Regions from separate parts of the Arabidopsis thaliana genome. Here region 2 is linked to region 1. Evidence: chromatin contacts called from public targeted proximity ligation data. All regions are on one chromosome and are shown on one strand. The core of a region is the stretch at or near the end of the contact, and the rest is flanking DNA. Distances in the headings are between cores, read along the strand shown. Region 1 holds the start of NIK3 (NSP-interacting kinase 3). Region 2 holds the start of FED A (2Fe-2S ferredoxin-like superfamily protein).

Region 1 (7,135 bases), core at 1,266-3,765:
GCGTAAAGCTGATAATTGAGTCGTAACTCCACTTTCTATGTAGGTCAAGACCATAACTATACCAACAGGTGCTTCCCTGACATTTGAGATATGTGCACCTCTTGTTGCAACCCTTCCTCTAGAGGTAATATCAATGAGAACTGAAGTTTGGCATTGAAACAAACTACTTGTGATTTCGACTTACTAATTTAACATGTACAGATCAAAGGGGAACTTGAAGATTTTATTCAAGTCATTTTTACCCTATTCGAAGGTATGCCAAATATTCACTAATTCAAATTGAAGACATCTGAACCAAAAACTGAAGATTTATTATTATCTTCTTTTTTTCTTTGACACCAGATCTTGATTTCACTTTCTTGGAGATGAATCCTTTCACATTGGTTGATGGAAAGCCTTATCCTCTGGATATGAGGGGTGAGCTTGATGACACCGCTGCTTTCAAAAACTTTAAGAAGTAAGTTTTGACTCTTCCACTTTTTTCAACTGTTCCGAAGTCAAGAGCTTTAAGAAGTCATGATAAGTCAAGAGTTTGGGCGGTATGATTAACCTCTTACGTTTTGCAGGTGGGGCGACATTGAATTTCCCATGCCATTTGGAAGAGTGATGAGTTCAACAGAGAGCTTCATCCACGGTCTAGATGAGAAGGTATCATACCAATAAGCGTAGAGTAATTGACGCTTCTGGAAACACCAGTTTCTCTATGACTTATGACCCTTTTGTATATGCAGACAAGTGCCTCTTTGAAGTTCACTGTTCTGAATCCCAAGGGAAGAATTTGGACTATGGTAGCTGGAGGAGGTGCAAGTGTCATCTATGCTGATACCGTATGTTTTTATATGAACACCGAGAATCTCCTGCATTTTTCTGCTTAGAAGCCTTAGCCTCTAAAGTGTTTACTGAAATGTTATCCAGGTTGGAGATCTCGGGTATGCATCTGAGCTTGGCAATTATGCTGAATACAGTGGAGCACCCAAAGAAGACGAGGTTTTGCAGTATGCCAGAGTTGTCATTGATGTAAGATGCTGCTTTAACTTCTGCCAATAAAGCATCTGAAAATAAAGTCACTCCTGACTTGGTCGTGGTGCTGAATGATAATACTGCTTCTTCAGTGTGCTACAGCGAATCCGGATGGAAAAAGCAGGGCTCTGGTAATTGGAGGTGGAATTGCTAACTTCACCGATGTTGCTGCTACCTTCAATGGCATAATCCGAGCTCTCAAGGAAAAAGTAAGCAAGAAGAGAGTAGAATCATCCACAAACACTTCATTGCCCCTTGACTACAAGTATAAATGAACCATGCTTTAACCGTTTACAGGAAGCAAAGCTGAAAGCAGCAAGGATGCATATATTTGTGAGGAGAGGAGGACCAAACTACCAAAAGGGACTTGCTAAAATGAGATCACTTGGAGACGAAATCGGTGTCCCCATCGAGGTATGTAGACACACAATGAATAAACTCAAGACATTCCCGCTTAATCAGTTTCTAACTGTTTTTACATGTCTGTTTGATTTCAAGGTGTATGGTCCTGAAGCAACAATGACAGGTATATGCAAGGAGGCAATCCAGTACATCACAGCGGCTGCATAAGCCTTTACAATCTTATCACTTACTTTCAAAATACTCTTTAGCGTCTCTTGAGTTTGAGACGTGTTTGGATTATGTTTCACTTCTAATGTATCTTACTATTCATAAATAAAGAACAAGTATCTTCTTTTTTCTTACTTGGTATTTTCTCTTTTGATTCTCATCTTCTTCTTGACTTAGATCAGAAGAAAACGTATTTAATCAACTTTTATCTAGCAACTCCAAAAATTCTACTAGGAAATAACGATATGGAATCAGAAGCATTTAAGCCTTTTACACACGATGCAAGCAATTTGCTGAAGTGGATATCGACAGTCATAGACATGTCCATTTTTAGACTTGGCTATTCAAAAATTTGGACCATTTTTCTATTAATCAGGGCCCGTTTTTAGTGATAGCTCTGGATATTTTCATTGAGCTGGGCCTTTTCTGGTCATGGAAAGAGATTGCAATATCTATTTAGCCATCCCAAGTGGGCAAAACATAATCTACGCTTACAAAATTTGTGTAAACGAATTCGTCTACGCTTACATTTTTGTGTAGTAAAGAGAAGTATTATGTTATCCTTTAATCAAAAACTCAAAAAGGGGTAAAATAATTGAAGCCTGAAAAAGCCAACAAGATAGGAGACAGGCCATGAACGTGATCTGCCCATCAAAAAAAACTTTTTTTTTTTCTCGGTAACTTTTTCTAAAAAGCAAAATATTAAAATAAGAGAGAGATGTCCTTGTTCTTATGTTTTTTCTTTTATCATCTATGTGACCCATCTCTTCAATCTAATCACATTTTTGTATATTAAAGTGTTTTCTTGAAACATTTGTCCGAAAGCAGAAAATAAAAAGGATTCAAACTGAAATCATGAAAACATAAACAAAAAAAATGTACTATTCTTTTTACCTCACAGTAATTTTGTTTTATATAAAAAGCTTATAAATTAACAAAACTTATAAAAAAGTGAGAAAAACAGAGAGTCTCTTCTTTTCTTGTTATTCTGTCAGTATCTTTCTGTGTGTGTTTGTGGATTTTTTGGCATTTTCATTTTGGATTTTGCTTGTTTGGTCCCTTTCTTTTCATGATTATTATTTTTAAATTCCTTTTTTATATTGGTGGTGTGAATGATAAGAGTAGGCAGATGAGAGATTAGATGATTTGGTAATAGTGGTGTGGAATTAGAAGCAAACCTTTTTTGAAAAAATTAAGAATGTTATAGAGATTAGTTATTCAATAACAACTACTACCAAAGTCATAAAAATGATATAAAATATAAACCAAGAAGCACTATTAGTATCACTCATCACTCAATAGCTTTTTTTTTTTCAGATCTCTAGGAAAATTTCTCAGACTTTCAGAGCATTTTGGTGCTTTTGTTTTGCTTGGTTTCTCGGGAAAATTCTCTTCACACTTTTAGAGTTTTCTCTCTCTTCTCTATCTCTTGTCACAGCTCGTTTAGCATTCATTCTCTTAATCGTTTCTTCATTCAAAAATTCTCTCTTTCTAAGCTGAGTAACTTGCAAGTCGTCATTTTTCAATTGGGGTCTTCTCCTTTTTACTTCCTTTGAATTGAAATCACAGAGAAAGAGAGGTTCCATTGCTGGAAAATGGATTGCTCAAATTAGTTTCTGTGTCTAAATAAAGACAGAGAAGAAGAAAAGTAGACAAAAGCTAAGTTTTTTTTTCAGATATGGGAGAGAGAAAAATGAGTTGGTGGGTTCTTTGAAACTTGTTTTTGTTCAGACCAAAGTTGATTGCTTTAAGAAGGGATATGGAAGGTGTGAGATTTGTGGTGTGGAGATTAGGATTTCTGGTTTTTGTATGGTTCTTTGATATCTCTTCTGCTACACTTTCTCCTACTGGTGTAAACTATGAAGGTTAGTCTTTTTCTTCTTGGAGAAATCTCAATTTTTTTCTCTATGAATTTATCATCTTTGGTTTTGTCTATTTTGTTTAGTTGTTCCGAAAATTCTGGTGAATGTTTGTGTGGATTAGGTTCTTTTTTGTTTCTTTATTGGATAATAAATATCACAGCTTTAAATGCTCACCAGACTCATATAACCTTAGCCAATAGCAGCTCAAGTTTACTTCATTCTCTGTGAAACTATACTGCATATAAGCTTACTGGGTTTTTCTTGGATAAGATTTCAATTTCGAAAAATGCAGCTTTAGCAATAAGATAATTCATAGGAGTTTTGAGGCTAGATTTGTTCTTTCAATCTGAAGTTTCTTTCTTTTTGTTTGTCTGAAATGAGCAGTGACAGCTTTGGTTGCTGTGAAGAATGAATTGAATGATCCGTACAAAGTTCTTGAGAATTGGGATGTGAATTCAGTTGATCCTTGTAGCTGGAGAATGGTTTCTTGCACTGATGGCTATGTCTCTTCACTGTGAGTCTTCTCTTCTCTTCTCGTATATTAGATTAAAAAAACCAGATAGATCTTTAAGACTTGTCTTGTTTTCTTAATGAAACAGGGATCTTCCTAGCCAAAGCTTGTCTGGTACATTGTCTCCTAGAATCGGAAACCTCACCTATTTACAATCAGTGTAAGATTTTTCTAGTCTTTGCTATATGTGATTCTTGTTCTCTGTTTTGCTTCTTGTTGAGCTTAATGTTTTGTTGTTTAGGGTGTTGCAAAACAATGCAATCACTGGTCCAATTCCGGAAACGATTGGGAGGTTGGAGAAGCTTCAGTCACTTGATCTTTCGAACAATTCATTCACCGGGGAGATACCGGCCTCACTTGGAGAACTCAAGAACTTGAATTACTTGTGAGTGCTCCTTTACGGTTTCACAATGATTCTTTTGTTGCATGTTTATAAAATTCCAATTCAATTCTGAGTGGTCTGTTGTTCTGTTCTTGTCATTTTCATTTTCAGGCGGTTAAACAATAACAGTCTTATAGGAACTTGCCCTGAGTCTCTATCCAAGATTGAGGGACTCACTCTAGTGTAAGTCTCTAAATCCTGCTTTTTCTATTGTTCACAGTGGAAAAACATACATTGGGAGAATATTTATTTACTTACTTTTTACTGATTCTTAATGTGCAGCGACATTTCGTATAACAATCTTAGTGGTTCGCTGCCAAAAGTTTCTGCCAGAACTTTCAAGTAAGCTTTACTAAACTTATACAAGAACTTATCTTTCCGTTGAAGCTGAAACTAAGATTCAGCGTTGGGCTTCTTAAACTGAAGGGTAATTGGTAATGCGTTAATCTGTGGCCCAAAAGCTGTTTCAAACTGTTCTGCTGTTCCCGAGCCTCTCACGCTTCCACAAGATGGTCCAGGTATTAGGCATCTGCTTCTCATAGCTCCCTATTCTTCTTCTGCGTCAATGTATCTCATCACTTCCATCTTTGGTTCTTCTTTCTGTTTTAGATGAATCAGGAACTCGTACCAATGGCCATCACGTTGCTCTTGCATTTGCCGCAAGCTTCAGTGCAGCATTTTTTGTTTTCTTTACAAGCGGAATGTTTCTTTGGTGGAGATATCGCCGTAACAAGCAAATATTTTTTGACGTTAATGGTTAGTATCTTGAAATACTATCGGCTTCACATCATTTTGTGCAGAGCAAAACTGACACTTGCATCTTGATGATTAATATTTTGCAGAACAATATGATCCAGAAGTGAGTTTAGGGCACTTGAAGAGGTATACATTCAAAGAGCTTAGATCTGCCACCAATCATTTCAACTCGAAGAACATTCTCGGAAGAGGCGGATACGGGATTGTGTACAAAGGACACTTAAACGATGGAACTTTGGTGGCTGTCAAACGTCTCAAGGACTGTAACATTGCGGGTGGAGAAGTCCAGTTTCAGACAGAAGTAGAGACTATAAGTTTGGCTCTTCATCGCAATCTCCTCCGGCTCCGCGGTTTCTGTAGTAGCAACCAGGAGAGAATTTTAGTCTACCCTTACATGCCAAATGGGAGTGTCGCATCACGCTTAAAAGGTAATGCAGTTTCCAAAAAAACTGCTAATTTCTTCATGCTCTTTTGCAAGTTTTTAATAGTTCCATCTTGCTACATTTTTTGTTTAGATAATATCCGTGGAGAGCCAGCATTAGACTGGTCGAGAAGGAAGAAGATAGCGGTTGGGACAGCGAGAGGACTAGTTTACCTACACGAGCAATGTGACCCGAAGATTATACACCGCGATGTGAAAGCAGCTAACATTCTGTTAGATGAGGACTTCGAAGCAGTTGTTGGTGATTTTGGGTTAGCTAAGCTTCTAGACCATAGAGACTCTCATGTCACAACTGCAGTCCGTGGAACTGTTGGCCACATTGCACCTGAGTACTTATCCACGGGTCAGTCCTCAGAGAAGACTGATGTCTTTGGCTTTGGCATACTTCTCCTTGAGCTCATTACTGGTCAGAAAGCTCTTGATTTTGGCAGATCCGCACACCAGAAAGGTGTAATGCTTGACTGGGTAAGTCTCTTTTCTCTGTTTCTTGTTTCACTTTCTAGAATCTTGAAGCTATTGTTCATAATTGTGGTTTGGTTCGGTTCAGTCTTGTTTGATAGAAAACTTAAACCAAAACAAAATATAAATTAGCCGTGATTTTGGCTAAATTTTGGTTCTGTTTTTGTGCTTGATAAAAGACTCAGTTTGGTTTTCTGTTATCTTTGATTTGAATTCGGTATAGTTTGAAGACTAAACTGTTATTTTGGATTCGGTTTGGTTCTGTTTTTGTGCTTGATCTGGAATTGGTTTGGTTTGGTTTATTGGTCTGAGAAATGAGATTGTTAAAAATGGCAGGTGAAGAAGCTGCACCAAGAAGGGAAACTAAAGCAGTTAATAGACAAAGATCTAAATGACAAGTTCGATAGAGTAGAACTCGAAGAAATCGTTCAAGTTGCGCTACTCTGCACTCAATTCAATCCATCTCATCGACCGAAAATGTCAGAAGTTATGAAGATGCTTGAAGGTGACGGTTTGGCTGAGAGATGGGAAGCGACGCAGAACGGTACTGGTGAGCATCAGCCACCGCCATTGCCACCGGGGATGGTGAGTTCTTCGCCGCGTGTGAGGTATTACTCGGATTATATTCAGGAATCGTCTCTTGTAGTAGAAGCCATTGAGCTCTCGGGTCCTCGATGATTATGACTCACTGTTTTTAAAAAATTTCTTTTCTTGGGTTTGTTTTTTATTTGTCGTTTTATAATGTTGATATAGATGTGAAGTTGAGTGTGTAATTTTTATGTAAAGAAAAAATATGAAATGCAAAAGAAAATGTTGATTAGCCTGCCACATTACTCAATATTTGAATTTTCAAAGTGAGGTAAGAATTTTGGATGGCATATAAATCAAACCGAACTGAAAGTTTTTGAATCGAAATGAACCGAATTGTAAGCTAAACGTAATTTCAATACCGAATAAACTGAATTGAATACATCAAGTTTCAGGACTACAAAATAATTTTGTAACATGTATATAAAAAAAACATTTGCATGTATAACTTTTTGTAATTCTTAAATAAAATTAAATTTGTTTAAACTATGTTATCTCCAATGCAAAACCGAAACAAATCTAAGATTTTCAAACTGACCTAAACC
Region 2 (6,830 bases), core at 2,179-4,678, 57 kb before region 1:
TATTATTGCAAATTTGCAATAGGCCAAATGGGTTTAGGTAGGGATACTTTTTTTTTACTATTTCAAGTTTTCAACTGTGAGATATACTTTACTAGTACCGTAACCATTACATTTTTTAATCAAATAATGGATCTGATTGGTAACCAAAAGTTGTATAAATATTTTAGATGTTAGCTTTATCGGAACAGTGCAAAACTTTTAGAACGAGCTCTACAAAAAAAGCTGAGAGTAAAACTTTTTGTAACGTTTTTGATAAAGTTTTTATGATTGATAACTATCAAAACTGTACAAAAGTGTATTGTGTTACCATTCAAACCCAATATGTTTTACAATCCAAAAAGTATTGATGAAGGGTAATATTGTATTTAACCCAAAAAAAAAAGATGAATAAAAAATGAAATTACAACAAAATGTCGACATTTAGTTGGCGTGTGGCTACAATATTCGGAAGAATTGTATCTTCTATGCCAAGACTCTAACCCGTTTCTCAACTGCAAACTTCCTCACGATGTCGACATTACTTGTATCTTTCTCCAACTTGCTTTTGTCTGATTTCATCATCAGATGGATCTGTCTGATTCTCATATTTAATTCCCATTCGTGTTTTTTCGGATTGCGAGAATCCTACGTTATTTCTTCACTTTTCATGATCCCGAGGACATCTTAGACCCCAAATGTTCTTCGTCGATGTTCGTAATCAATCAGAATTTTGATTGTTTCGATTGAAGTTTGTTGTTTTGATTACCGAAACTGATTCTGGGTTTTCTTATTTAGGTTCTTTGGAAACTGGTTCCTCTATACTTGTTCGGATCAGAAACAAAGTCTCTCTCAGGTATTTCATCGAACACTTCGTCAACTATTTCATTTGACTTAAAGGTTCATATTTTGATGTCTTTACATGTGATTTGATTCAAAGTCTCGCAATTTCTTATCCATTGCTAGGTTTATTTACTAATGTAATATTGAATTTGCTCTGATATGCTTGATTTGTTAAATGGTCCTCTGTTTTTTTTAAAAACAGCAACAGAGTCCATTTTGCAGATAGTTCCTGAGGCAATGGCTGCTACTTCATCTAACGTCCTTTGCAATGCTAGCGAGTCAGATCTTTGTCGTGATGATTCCGCTGCATTTCTACTTAAATTTGTAGCCATTGCTTCGATTCTCTTAGCTGGAGCTGCTGGTGTAACTATACCACTCATTGGCAGGAACCGTCGTTTCCTTCAAACTGATGGTAATCTCTTTGTGACTGCTAAAGCTTTTGCAGCTGGTGTGATTCTCGCCACGGGTTTTGTTCATATGTTGGCGGGTGGCACGGAAGCTTTGAAGAACCCGTGCTTACCGGATTTCCCTTGGTCTAAGTTTCCTTTCCCGGGATTCTTTGCGATGATTGCTGCTTTGATCACTCTGTTTGTGGATTTCATGGGGACTCAGTACTATGAACGGAAGCAAGAGAGGGAAGCTAGTGAGTCTGTTGAACCGTTTGGCCGTGAACAATCACCGGGTATTGTTGTTCCCATGATTGGAGAAGGAACGAATGATGGGAAAGTGTTTGGTGAAGAAGACAGTGGTGGGATTCACATTGTTGGCATTCATGCTCATGCTGCTCATCATAGACATAGTCATCCTCCTGGTCATGATTCATGTGAAGGACACAGTAAAATCGACATTGGTCATGCTCATGCTCATGGGCACGGGCATGGACACGGACATGGACACGTACACGGGGGTTTGGATGCTGTTAATGGAGCTAGGCATATCGTTGTTTCTCAGGTACAAAGCTCTGTTCTTTTTTTTTCTGATTCTTTCAGAGTTGCAAATACTATTTGGGTTTCTTCAAAAAAGCTCCAAAATTTGTGCTAATACTGTTAGGTTCTGGAGCTTGGAATTGTGTCACATTCCATAATCATCGGTCTATCCCTTGGAGTATCTCAGTCTCCTTGCACAATCCGGCCTCTAATCGCAGCACTATCCTTCCATCAATTCTTTGAAGGATTTGCGCTCGGTGGATGCATCTCCCAAGCGCAATTCAGGAACAAATCAGCGACCATAATGGCTTGTTTTTTCGCCCTCACAACCCCGATAGGGATCGGGATTGGAACCGCAGTGGCGTCGTCTTTCAATTCTCACAGTGTCGGAGCATTGGTCACTGAAGGTATCTTGGACTCGCTCTCAGCCGGAATTCTTGTGTACATGGCTTTAGTGGATCTCATAGCTGCTGATTTCTTGAGTACAAAAATGAGGTGTAACTTTAGGCTTCAAATTGTATCTTATGTAATGTTGTTCCTAGGAGCTGGACTCATGTCTTCTCTTGCCATTTGGGCTTAATTAGAGTATAAGATTCCATAGTTTCTTCTATAGCTACAAATAACATGTATAGTTCTTTCTAGAGAATTTATCAATCTAAGATTTCACAATTGCTCGCAAATCGGATTTTTCTTGATACTTTGATGATTGTTGAGTTCAGAATAAGAACTACAAACCAAAGCTAGCTAGACTTCAAGAAAATGTATTTCCAATGTTTAAACGATAATGTTAGATTCTCATCGAAAGTGTTGCAGAATTTGCAGTTGCATAGTTTAAAATGTCATCGATTGATGGTGAGCCAAACCAGGAACAATAACAACAGATAACAATAGTTTTTAGTAACAACAAACTCAACCCAAAATGTGAAATTTATAAAGACATGATTTTTAAACCATCAAAAGCTGGTGAGTAGGTGAGGCTTAAACAATGTCTTCTTCTTTGTGGGTTTCAATGGTAACATCAGAGGTAGGGTAAGCAGCACAAGTGAGAACAAACCCTTCACCAATCTGTTCATCATCAAGGAAACTCTGGTCAGACTGATCAACAGATCCAGACACAACTTTACCAGCACAGCTCGAACAAGAACCAGCACGGCAAGAGTAAGGCAAATCGATTCCAGCTTCCTCAGCAGCATCAAGAACGTAGACGTCGTCGTCACACTCAACCTCTAGCTCACCTTCTGGTGTGATGAACTTGACCTTGTATGTAGCCATGGCTGTGACACGTCCACCACGAGCGGTGCCTGATTTGAGACCGAAGAGGGATTGTGTGTTGGCTGATGGAAGGGAACGGAGACTGATTGGAGCTGGGGAACGACGGATGAATGAAGTTCCGACGATGGCGCTTGAGAGAGCAGTGGAAGCCATTTTTTTTTGTTTTGTGTTTTGGGAGATAAAGTTGAGATTTTTGAGGATTATGGCTTGTGGAAATGGCGTGGAGAAAGATTAAAAGGTGAGAACTTTTTAGTGAGAATCCTATCTACCACGTGGCGTCTATTCTGTGGATCGATGGATTATCGTCTTTGTGTTTTATGATTTGTGTGTGTGTGATTGTGTTTGACACACTTTAAGAACACTATCTTGTTGAGGTGAGTATTACGTGGTCTTACTTGGGACAGCTCACACTTATTCGGACCTTGTTTGTATCGTCTAAATAACTCTTCGTTTGTTCCACTAAAATCATAAAAGATGTGGACTGGTTGTAACATCATATCTAGGCCGGGTTTAACTTCCAAACCGTATCAACCTGACCGAATCAAACCATTTTAACCCAATTACTGTAAATTACTCCATTATAATTATATAACGTAAATAATTGAACCTTACATAGAATGTATACCAAATCAACAAGTGAATACATAATCTCCACCTTCACACTTCAGTCAACTTCTAATGGCCTTTCAGTACATGAATAAATTGTTGGGAGAAGAGGTCATACTTGCTTGAATTGGGTGGAAGTAGTTTTCTAGTGAAGACCAGCCTCTTGGCATAACGTCGGAAAGTAGAAAAATCCTCAGAAACTTAAACACAATCAACAAAGTAGAGTATGAGACCATCTACATCGGTTGATTCTCAAAAAAGAGTTTCTCATGAATAAAATATTGCTTATTTTAATTGAATTTAGATAAAGTATTAAATTTTAATAAAAAGAATAAAATCAATCATTTCTGGAAAAACACGTGGCCATAAACATTTTTCAGAGTTTCTGAAAACAGAGACGATTCTCACTTCTCTCTTCTTTTCACCACTTTGTATTATTTTAATAATAAATATCTCTTTTAAATACTGTTGATGGAAGTGTCCTGATAGGTTTAAAACTTTTTAGTTATTTTTAATAAAAAGTGACTAAATTTTTTATTTTAGTTAAAGAAAAGTGGTTGAGATCTCTTTTAAAAACAATCTATCTATCATATCGAAATGACAAATTAGATAATCGTATTATCAAAAGCTAGATCTAACTAGGAATTGCAAGAGCATATTTTGCAGCCCCATTTCAATCTACTACATGTTGCAAATAGACAAATAGATAATCATATAGATAAAACTCATCAAGGAGATTGACTTATTGTTAACGAAACCAAACCCATGACATAATTTAGTAATGATGTAAGTGTTTTTGTACATGAAACAGTTTGCCACAAGCAACAACTGGACTTATGCCACTGAAATCAACGAAATTAGAAACCATATTAAAACCTAATCCATAGTGCCACGAACACAAGAAACCTACAACGCAGTCGATAAACACTTGCTAGAATTACGTTTCTTAAAGTTGTGCATTAGCCTTACTTCATCTATTGGGCCTTAAAATCATAAAGCCCATTACGAGAATGCAATCGTAAATGTTTTTTTTTCTTTCTTACTCAACATCTATATGATATATCCGTTATCTGTTGGGGTAGCTTAAGCAAAGTCACAACTCACAAATCTATCCATCATTCAATGTAACAAATCTATTGCTTTTTTAGTTAAGAAGAGAATTTATTTAGTTTGCATCTCCTATTATTTTAACAAAACTAATAATTTTTTGCAAATTTTAAAATTATATCTCAACTTTATACATATAATCAAAATGTGATTTCACATAGCCACATTCGGAAAGTATAAACCAACCATTCTACAAACAACCAACAAGTCAATGTTTAATTACGTTTTTCAGGTTAATTCAGAAGTTGTTCCAAATCGAATCTTTCCGTAAAAGGCAAAAACATATCTAGACAATCCAACAAGATAACTAAGTCATATTCAGATTCGTTATATAACTTATATAGCTTTCTACTGACCGTTAGTTGCAATTATAGTTTATCTAATATTAAACTAACTTTCTTTTTTGTAACTAAATACTCTCGGGTAAAAAAAGTCCTAACAATCTCATTTTTTGATAACTGGATACTTTAAGATAAAATCCAAACTAATCTCCAGCTCTTATAAAGATCCACTAGAGAATTATAGTAAACATTCTTGAGTACAAGTTGTTTTCGTATTCTCTTGATTCTTTAAAAAAAGCATATCCAATAAACAAATGATGTTCTCGTAGAATCGGCAAATTGCAAAAAGATGAAAAAATAAGAAATAGACGCAATTCTGTGACAACTAAAATATCCTTTTCACATATAGCGACGTCTCAGTCACTAAAGAACCGATAGAATTGGAATTTGTAGGTCCCACATTTATTAATATACCTCTTAAATTAACCAAAAATAATTCAATAAGTAAACTATTACTTAAATAATAAAAAAATAAGAGCCATCGTGACTTCGAGAGAAGAAGCCAGCAAGGAACGATGGAGATTATTACGGCATCATCATCATCATCATCATCATTGTAATTCGTAATCATATCTTCTTTTGGAATTTCTTCACGGATAAGAAAAAAGGATATCGACAATTTCGCTTTTGCTTTCAAAATCTCATTCTATCACTTTGTGCCTTTTTTAGCCATCGCGAAAAACCTCTGAATCGCATCCCTTGATTTTCTGGGTTTGTGACTTTGTGTAGTGGAAATTAGGCTTGTTGTTTGATTTCGCTACGAGAAAATGGACAAGTACGAGCTTGTTAAAGACATCGGTGCTGGGAATTTTGGAGTGGCGAGGCTCATGAGAGTCAAAAACTCCAAGGAACTCGTTGCTATGAAGTACATCGAGCGTGGACCTAAGGTTCTTCTTCTAACTCTCAAATTACTTCCTTTTACGTGTGCAATTTTGCAAGTTGGAGTGTTCTTCTGCTTCGTTTATCTGGGATTCTTACTTTTGTGAGCATAGTACTGGTTCATTGTCTTATAAGATCAAAGATTGAGTATGTGATTTTCAATCCTTTTTTTTCTGGTTTTGTTTTGGTGAATAGATTGATGAGAACGTGGCGAGAGAGATTATTAACCACAGATCACTTCGTCATCCCAATATTATCCGGTTTAAGGAGGTAACTGCATTTTTTCCATGGCTTCATGGTGTCATGTTTAAACCGATGGTGATTAGTCTCAGCGGAAGTTGGTATCCTAAGTTCACTGTTGTGGCATTTCCAGGTGGTTTTGACACCAACGCACATCGCCATTGCTATGGAATATGCTGCTGGCGGTGAGCTATTTGAGCGTATATGTAGCGCTGGAAGATTCAGTGAGGATGAGGTGAGCTTCCCCTGGCATTTAAAGATTTTAAGTCATGGTGGTGTACTAAATGATCAATTTCAGAGTTGTATTGTGGTCTGAGATTAATTGAGTGGAAAGGAAAGCGGAAATCTTGTAGAATTATATTTGTGTTTTGTAGTACAGGAAGCAAAAGGAATATGTGTTGTAAATCATTTGGAGCAGCTTCTCCGATTATGATAGCTTTTTGTGCACATCTTTGTTTTCAGGCAAGATACTTTTTCCAGCAGCTTATCTCAGGAGTCAGCTATTGTCATGCTATGGTAAGAGAAAGAAATGGGTTACGAAGTTTTTTTAACTTCACAGATATACATAATTTCTGCGGTATCAGTCCTTTACTTGCATTAGTTCCTTATTGTCACAGCAAATATGCCACAGAGATCTGAA

The links.
Region 2: a targeted proximity ligation map of shoot shows a contact between it and region 1, with 17 read pairs. A contact is called at or near these places in 6 of 26 Hi-C or Micro-C datasets (callus, leaf, root and 2 more), 2 of 2 datasets of targeted methods (seedling and shoot) and 1 of 3 other capture datasets (seedling).

What each region holds. Positions count from the first base shown.
Region 1 is chr1:22,383,146-22,390,280 of TAIR10.1, reverse strand. NIK3 (NSP-interacting kinase 3) reads left to right here and starts at 2,515. Exons shown (of 11, transcript NM_104763.3): 1 at 2,515-3,455; 2 at 3,837-3,966; 3 at 4,052-4,123; 4 at 4,205-4,348; 5 at 4,457-4,528; 6 at 4,628-4,687; 7 at 4,772-4,863; 8 at 4,955-5,101; 9 at 5,188-5,529; 10 at 5,617-6,008; 11 at 6,339-6,888. The coding sequence starts at 3,350. The coding sequence ends at 6,680. ACLA-2 (ATP-citrate lyase A-2) reads left to right here. Exons shown (of 13, transcript NM_104764.4): 5 at 44-124; 6 at 202-253; 7 at 343-457; 8 at 567-648; 9 at 732-827; 10 at 916-1,017; 11 at 1,113-1,229; 12 at 1,318-1,434; 13 at 1,519-1,754. The coding sequence ends at 1,590.
Region 2 is chr1:22,440,905-22,447,734 of TAIR10.1, reverse strand. It overlaps FED A (2Fe-2S ferredoxin-like superfamily protein), which reads right to left and starts at 3,428. Exons shown (of 1, transcript NM_104775.3): 1 at 2,444-3,428. The coding sequence starts at 3,170. The coding sequence ends at 2,724. IRT3 (iron regulated transporter 3) reads left to right here and starts at 436. Exons shown (of 3, transcript NM_001333922.1): 1 at 436-689; 2 at 775-832; 3 at 1,022-2,436. The coding sequence starts at 675. The coding sequence ends at 1,860. It overlaps SNRK2.10 (SNF1-related protein kinase 2.10), which reads left to right and starts at 5,514. Exons shown (of 10, transcript NM_179503.3): 1 at 5,514-5,627; 2 at 5,801-5,958; 3 at 6,146-6,220; 4 at 6,324-6,425; 5 at 6,653-6,706; 6 at 6,808-6,830. The coding sequence starts at 5,839.